Linked DNA regions of Xenopus tropicalis: region 1 is linked to region 2. A link is a contact called in public Hi-C data. All regions are on one chromosome and are shown on one strand. Each heading gives the region's core, a stretch centred on a gene start, on an enhancer-like site or on the middle of the called end of the contact. The rest is flanking DNA. Distances are from core to core; before and after follow the strand shown. Region 1 has its middle 190 kb from the start of fam241a. Region 2 has its middle 34 kb from the start of fam241a.

What was found. A called contact is a pair of places that touch in the nucleus more often than the background predicts.
Region 1: a Hi-C map of gastrula embryo shows a contact between it and region 2, with 2.8 times the contacts expected there. The contact joins two enhancer-like sites. A contact is called at or near these places in 4 of 5 Hi-C or Micro-C datasets (brain, gastrula embryo, neurula embryo and 1 more).

The regions. Positions count from the first base shown.
Region 1 is chr1:68,027,080-68,031,519 of UCB_Xtro_10.0, forward strand. No RefSeq gene overlaps it. Among named protein-coding and RNA genes, the nearest start is that of fam241a, 190 kb to the left of the region's middle. Within about 2 kb of position 2,437, at least 1 of the 11 cell types and tissues checked has an H3K27ac peak or open chromatin away from gene starts, as enhancers often do. A contact at or near this core is called in gastrula embryo, where this site is marked.
Region 2 is chr1:67,870,981-67,875,196 of UCB_Xtro_10.0, forward strand. No RefSeq gene overlaps it. Among named protein-coding and RNA genes, the nearest start is that of fam241a, 34 kb to the left of the region's middle. Within about 2 kb of position 1,656, at least 4 of the 11 cell types and tissues checked have an H3K27ac peak or open chromatin away from gene starts, as enhancers often do. A contact at or near this core is called in gastrula embryo, where this site is marked.

The sequences.
Region 1 (4,440 bases), core at 1,187-3,686, 160 kb after region 2:
GACACTTCAGGATATTATACATGTGCCAGGTCTATGTGACCCCAGCAATGGATATGCAGATTCAATTTTGTAAATGATCTACAAGGACATTTGAAAAGCTGTGACCTGGGCAACTCTGAAATAATTAGACAAATACCACTGATTATATGTGATAATTACTGCAATAAGATGGGTATGGAAGAGGCTGCATTAAATATGAGTGGAAATTCAGCATGTATTTTCTTTCTTAGCAGTTGTAAACAAAGTGCAACTTTGTAAAAAGTATTTAAGTGTATTTAAGTTGTTGTTGTATTTAAGTTGTTTGACTAAATATACAGAATATGGATAGACTATGCATGTAGACCAATGGTATCTGTAGCTCTGGAGAAGTTTCCATACATTTTAGTGGCACACAGCTTTATAAGTTATCTGGATTTCATGCATCAATGTCTGACAATGGGTAGTGTATTTTCTGTTTTTTAAAAAAAATAACAGGCCCCCTTATATCCAGTTTTGTGGTTTAGTAATAATATGACATCTTGTGCCCATGATTGTATTATAAGGGAAAAAGCAAATGAATGTATCAGTGCTTTTCTTTGTTTCAGTCCATCTGTTCTGTTGAGTGCTTTACTAGTTCTTTTTTTTACCTATAAATCATCATTAACAGTACTCTGCATTCTGGGTAAATATCTCTGTAAGCATTTGGTACAGCTGGTTTTAACCCAGCTTTTGCCTATCTGTATGTTACCTTGTGCTAGATTTACTTAACCCTTTGGAGAAGAAGAAAAAGACTGCTGGATTGTAAAAATCATAAAAATTGTCCCAAAACGTCTTTGGATGAATCTATCCTGCCTTGGTACCAGTGTTTGCCATTTTATAGCATTTAGTCATTTTGCTTCTTTATTATGACATTTTTTCTATTTTCTTTCTTGTGCCATGACTTATGTATGTATGTATGTGTGTATGTATATCTTTATTTATAAAGCGCTACTTATGTACGCAGCGCTGTACAGTAGAATGTCTTTTCCAAATGAAAGGATTTCATTTAATTAAACTTTTATCAAATTTCCTCTGGGAATCTTGTTCCTATGTCAAACCATCAGCTTGCTGTAGCATGACAGCCACCATGACTTTCAACCAGCTGCATGCTGACTAAGGATGATGGGTACTGTTGTGGTACATGAGGCTGGGAACCTGAGGTTGCATAATGATGTTGCCCCAACTCACCCCATAAAATTTGAAAACTAGACACTTTTAAATGCTAAAAAACTAATTAACATATAACTAAGATGTATTATGCAGACTTGTGAGAATGTAAAATGTGACTACATAAATATTAATTAGCCATGTAGAAAGGACATTGGGCATGTTTAAAATTGGGGAATTGTAATTGATCTGAAGTAGCACAGGTGTATAGATCTGAACCTATGGGTAACAACTGCTCATTAATTCTGCTACTGAAATCAGCTCCTTCTCTATGGTTTAAAAATGTGATGTGGCAGCCTTATTGTACAACCTGAACTATACAGGTATGAATTATATTATCAAATCAAGTGCTTTTGTACAGGTCATGGACATAGTCAGTGTAATGCCATGTTGATGAAAAAAAACCCTAGATTTTTAGTAGTTTTTAACCAATGGTGCTCCAGATTACAGTGCAACCCCTTATCTGGAAAACCCCAGGGCCCAGCAATTGCAGATTATAGATCCCATATCAATACTATCAACAATAGTAAGCCATCACACGAGGCTGACATAAGCAGAAACCAGATAAGGAGAGATAGAAATTACTGGTATATTATAATTCTGATTTATGATATTATTAAGGGAATAAACCTGTCATGAGAATGAACTTGATCTAACATAATTACAATAGTTGGCACTAAATCCCCTTAGTCATCAAATTATTAACAAACGTGTATTTAAAATATCGCTATAGCACAGTATGAGGTTACAGTTATACTATTTGTATTTTATTTCATCTGAAATAATGCCTTTTCATAAAATGTATGCTTTCAATATAGTTGATTGGTGAACTTTGAATGCATAGTAATTACTGATGACAAGAGTATACTGGTTAGCTTTCTGTCCTTCCATTCAGTAAAGGGTTAACTGTATTATAACAGAGCTTATCCAATATATGGCTCTTACAGGTAAACGTCTTCTTCGAAATGAGAGGGTGAGACCGACTGGTTTAGCAGTAGCTTTGTTATATGGAGTATTGACTGTAAATGTAACTGTTCAGTAAACCCCATTCTCATATACATGGCATAACACTTAATAAATCACAGGGAAATCGGGTGGATGAGAGCCAGCAATGCCTAACTAGTAATGAGAGATTTATAGGCAGACATACTCTGTCTGGATTTCGCTCACGCTGTGCAAGAGATGTGCCTCCCAGGATTTTACAAAGGAACATCCTCGCCACTGTAAAGAACTGACATCATCTCTCTCTGTAATCCTGAACGCTCTGCTCTCTCTATTAGCCACTAGGTGGCATCGTCCCACTGCCATATACTAGAATACAACACACAGAAGAAAATAATCATGGAATCAAGGGAATTACTGCAAGTATTTAGGATTTTATTTTAGTAAACTGACAAAATAGTTTAAAATAATATGCACAGTTTACTACACAGTCTGAGAAAGCTAAGCAGCTCATCAAACCTAAATAGCAATTGCGACTTTCCAAAGGACAGGCACTGTACACAACAGAGAAAATGTACTAAATTCATGTTTTGGTGCCTTATCTTTCTTTTAAACAAAGAAAAAGTTATAGGTTTTGCAAATAGTGGCAACACCCTTGAACACCAATGGAACAGTGAATTCTTTTTTTGTCCAGCAGATGGTATTGTTGTTTTGGTGTCAAGTGACAAGTATGTATGTATGTATTTATCTAGCGCTACTTATGTACGCAGCACGGTACAGCGGAACAAAAATAATAAACAAATACAAAGTATGATAATAATTACAAATAAATACAAAGTACAGTTGCGTTGGCAACTCCTGTAGGCAGCAAAGTAAAGCTTTGTGTCTACAATAAAATATTGTCTTTTAATGTTATGCAGGGGAACAATTAGACTTTAGCAAGACATAAGATGGATACTGATTTAAGATTCCCTTCTCTCGTACACAGAAGATCTAAGCCCATTAGTCAAGAGGTATAATAAGTCTACAATGGAATTACTGAAGAAGAATGGCAAGGAATCTCCCCATTAAGGGTGTTGGTATAATGGAATATATGGTGCTCATCAGCTTGTGGTTTCCTTGACTTTCTTGAGTTACAGCATTTTACCACAATGCAATGTAAAAGTGAGGTAACTTTTATTTCCCAGATGCGCAACACAGTAACTCATACAGTTCAGCCCCGGCTCAGATGCATACTAATGTCTCTGCAACTGAATTCAATTTAGGAATTACAGAGCAGGAAATTTCAGCTAATTGTTACAATAGGGAAATGTTTTGTAGTGCAAATGTAATCTGCTTGCTGTAAAGTAGAGCCCGGGACAGCATCCAGAGAGCAGACATCTGAAAAAAGATGCCTAGCACAAGTTTAGCCTGAGGAGCAGGCATTGGCTGATGTGGCCTGTATTAAAATGCTTCAAAGAAACAATACAAAGGGCGAGGGCCTTGCAAGAACAAAGGCTTGGCAAAGGGGGAGCTTTGCTGTCTGCAGGCAGCAATGTTTACAAAATATAGGGCATTGGAACCAAAAATATTCCCAAACTGATCCCTGAGCTGACAATGAAATACGTTTGTAAAACAAATTCAAAATAAGAATAATTTTGAGATACCTGAAAGAGATATAATAGTCCATTTTCATTCCCCTTTGTATTTAAGTAAAGTAACTATTAATAGTTGAATGTTTAATTAGCTTCATTTTATTTCACCTAGATCCTAAGCTGTTGCCTAATATACCATTGTCTCCTGTTCGGTAATCACAGTATTGATTATCACCCACCATAGCGCTTCTGCTGTGATAATATCCCTATAAGAAGTCCTTGGCCAGACAGAGATGATCAGTTAGAAATAGCCAGACTTATATTTGTTTTCCTTGGATTGACAGGTGGTTTAAAAAGTCAAGCAAAATAAGCTGTAGAGAAAACAGCATAAGGTTTACTCACTGAGATATTGCGCTTGTAAATATGCCACTAATTTTCCTCAGTCAGACCTCTCCTCACTAGGCCTCAGTCCTGCGTTTGGCAAAGCTGTGTTCATGTAGGGAGGGGAGACGCATCAGCATCATTCAGACACGCAAGTTGGGACACACTGGGGCTGCAAACAGCACCCCTGACTGGATTTTCAATTCAACAAGATGCTGTACGCAAGTGGTTCTTGAATGAGCACTATGTAGCAACTTTCCATTCATTGCAAATTAAATCTTATATTGTAGCATTTCCAATAACAACAGGCACAGGCAACCTTCTATATGTCATATGTTGTTTAACTACTAGAACTTCC
Region 2 (4,216 bases), core at 406-2,905:
GTTGCTTTTTTTCCATTGGAATTTTAAACAGGACCTTTGCATAGGCCTAAAATCATAGCTTTACAATTATGCTGGATTTTATGCAGCAATCCTGAGTGTCGATATGGCAATGGTGTTTTACATTTGATAAATAGGCCAATTGTATGTATATTTTTAGGATACTTAGCTTTACTGATTTTAAAGATTCAAGGTTTGGTTTTTTTTGCATTTTGCACAGTGTTCAGTTGTGTACAAATAGCCACAGTCATCTACACTTTGTTATGGGGCAGAGGATCTGTGGCTCCCCTTCCAGCATTGTTTTGGTGAGGGACAGGTGGGGGGAGACACATATATGCGGTCTTGTGCCTCAGTGTTCTTGCAGTTGAATCCTGGGGCTTTGCAAATGAGGCCAATCAACTGAGATGGCTAATTGATAAAAAAATATTTGAGAAATGAGCCTTGTATTGTGACTGTGTATAAAAATGTCACCACTAGGAGTCACTGTTGCACCATGTTGAGGAAGAATTAGGCATTGTGGCAAGATGAATAAATGAACAGCAGAGCAAATTAGAAAGTGTACTGTTTATAACAGAAGAGGCATAAAGCCACTAAATGCAATACATAACAGTAAGGTTAATATACTGCTGTAAAAGCATATCATTATATGCTAACATTGTTGCTCTGTTAGTATACCTGTATAAAGGCGTTTAGCTAATTAGTGTAATAAATTGCCCCTATGGAATGAAACGCTCATGTGTTGGCTGCGACATTGCTTAGATTGTCTGTTCAATATATCACCTGTAAAATCAAAAAACAGGGCAACAATGACACATTCAAGACATGATTTGAGAATGTGAAAAAGTTTTCTGGGACTCATGCAGTAAAGGGAAAGTGTCATAGTTCTGCAGCAATACAATTACCAAAGATTGCTGGGGCTACGTAAAGTCAACTTGTGAGGAATCATTCCCCTGTTTGTGCCACTGCTGGTTTTGAATCAGATTCCTCTTCCCTATTCAAACAGAGCTATAGGCTTACCTTGTTCTGAGGTTCCTATGCATACCCCTAGTGCTGTTAATTACCCCTGACCAATGAACTGGGTCCTTCTATGGAAATTTTAGACATATTCCTAGCAATCTGCTCCAAACCCCACTAACATTTTAAAGTAACGCAATAATTCCACAAATAATTCCACCTTAACAGGGACACTAGTGAGGTATGCAGAAATCCATATTGGTGGCACAACAATCCTATTGGGTTTATTTAATGTTTAATTAATTTTTATTAGACAAAGTATGGTGATCCAGCTTATGGAATGATCCCTTATATGGAAATCCCCTGGTCCCGAGCATTCTGGGTAATAGGTCTCATACTCAGTTTCGGTTTATTATCCAAAAAACAAAACTAGTTACATCCATGCACACTTGTGTTCACAATAAAAGAAAGAGTTTTAGTTCAGTGTTTGTTAGCAAAGACAATATACTCATAGTCTCTATTAAATCTGTAATTTTCAACCAGCTTCCTAATGCATTTCCTTTTGAGTAGGTGTTATAACAATATCTGTCACATAAAACAATGTATTTGGAGGAAAGCCCTCAAGTACTCCATAAGCAGCTGTTTTCTCCATGTACAACAAACATCTGTGACTACTTTAACTGAAAGATGAGAGTATGGTAGGCAACTGCATTTTAATTAGGATGGGAGGAATGCAAATTAAATTTGCATCACTAAGCTACTTACACAAGGACACCCTATTCATAAAACAAAGAAATGCAAATGAATTGTGTATTGGTGGGCTTCAAGTCACTTTGGTGCCTGCATAAGGATATTTAATGAGATTAAATTTAATGAGACTAAATTCCTGGATTCCATGGATTTTGCGTAGAAGGTATACAAATGAAAGAACCAGAGCGTATGAGGGGGTATACAAGTGAAAGAACAGGGTGAGGAGAGGGTTGTCACCCAGCTAATATTTTAAAGGCCTAGGCTGTAAAACACTAGTCAAGGCCAGGACCAATATTACAAATTTACAGGCAATGTAGTTGCTGGTAAATTTGTAATTCCCTTAAAATAAGCCCCTGGCCTGCCTTTAATCTGTCCCCAATCTAGCCCAAACTTCTTTTCTTCCCAGATCCTTTCCTCTGGTTGTTGCGCATCATAGCCTGCCCCTTTTATGTCATCAACCCACCCCTTTTATGGCATTGCCCCGCCCCTTTTGTTCCCACCTCCCAACCAGCTGATAACAGTTATTTAGAAAGGTGGCAACCCTAGGTGAGAAGGACTGACAGGACACAAAAGGCCCTATCACTTTGCAATAAATTCAGGGAAATATAAAGTATTTTCATACCTTATCTTACACACATAGCATCAGAGTTCTCAATTCTTGCTCAAGGAATGATGGAATGAATTATCCAAATAACTCCTTTATATCCCCGGGCCAACAAAGCATCCATGTTTTACTAGCACAGATAATGCTTTAAGAGGCAGTAAAGCAAAATATTGTTTGTTCTCATTCAAAATTATAGGTAAGTTGCAGGTTGTTCCATTGCATTATTATTATTTGATTTAGTATTATTGCCTATTAACTATTAAACATGCATGCAAGATAACCATCACAATCTGGGATTAACCAATGACAATCTGCATCCAATGAAACTACTCCCCTTTTATGGACCGTCGGTCCTCTGCTCACAATTCACTGCTTTAATACCTTGTGTGGAGCCACAAGCAAACTCTGTGACTTTCCTTCAAACGTGTGTAATGAGCGCAAGTTCTACATTTTTGTGATCTCCTCTTCCCATGTTATCCTTAATCCAGTTGTACATTAAATAAATACAAGGAGAGTAACTGACATAAAAGAGCAGCCTGTAAAGTATTGAATAGGACTTACATTTTTGGTTTTAAGGGAATGCCAGGTACCCATTTACTACATACTACCAATATCTGACAGGACCCCTACCATCATACAGATGATCCCTACCTTAAAGGGGTGGTTCACGTTTCAGTTCATTTTTAGTATGTTATAGAATGTACTATTCCTAGCAATTGGTCTTCGTTATTTATTTTTAATATATAATAATTATTCACTTTTCACTTTTACATCTTTCCAGCTTTCAAGTGGGGGTAACTGACCCAAAGATCAAAAAACAATTGCTCTGTGAGGCTACAATTATATTATTATTATTGTTACTTGTGATCTTTTTATATAATCCTTCTCCTATTTCAGTCTCTCATTTAAACCCCTGTCTGGTAGCTAAGATAAACAAGACCCTAGCAACCACATAGCTGCTGAAATTCCAAACCAGAGAGCTACTGTCCAAAAAGTCATTGTTTGGATGTATAATTGTCACTGTTTGGATGTATAGATTCTTATCTATAATCTCTAATATCTTATATCTCACGTTTGTATTCCTCTACTCTGTAACTCCTTTCATCTTCCATATGAAGGTACCCACAACCAAAAACCAAGTATTTTATCTTCAGTTTATGGTGTAAAGTAAAAAACAACTTTCCATAACTGTGTTGAACTTGTGTTAATCTCAATATCAAAACCATGCCATTCAAAGTTATAAAGCATACAGAGCCCAATGTATTATTTATATTATGCAGCAAAGCAATACAAGCTTGTGTCTGTGCATCTTATGTCCAAGAGCAAACATCATTTCACAACAAAGTGCTTAATTAACATGAGGGGGGGGAGGCTGCAGGTTTTCCTGAGAGCACGTTTTTAATTCAATTTATAGAAGTGTGCATTATTATTTATGTATGTGATATTTAACTGTCTAATTTACTTGGCTACATGTCAAAAGTTTCAAGACAATACCGGATAACCTAAAAGCCTTTCTTGGGGATGCATCAAGGATTGGTTTGGTCTCTGAGGAGTTAAGGACTGACATTTATAAAACCTTTCTGACGCAAACATGTTTTGCTATTTATAACATTTGCATTGATTGTCCCATACAGCAACAGTGCTTTGGCAACAGATCCTAAACAAAACAAGAGATAGAGAGATATTGGGCCAAGGAAAATCCATCTCCTCTCCATGAAGTTGGAGCAGCTGTAATTCTTCTTGAAAACTTTATTCCATGTTTCAGCAAATATGCATTACAGTTATTACTTTTAAGGATAATAGGTATCAGTATAGCATAAATAATTACTGAGGGGCGTAGCAAACTCATCATTACATCACACCTTTATCCACATGGCTGAGGAGGACTGCTTGATTCTACTTTCTATTATT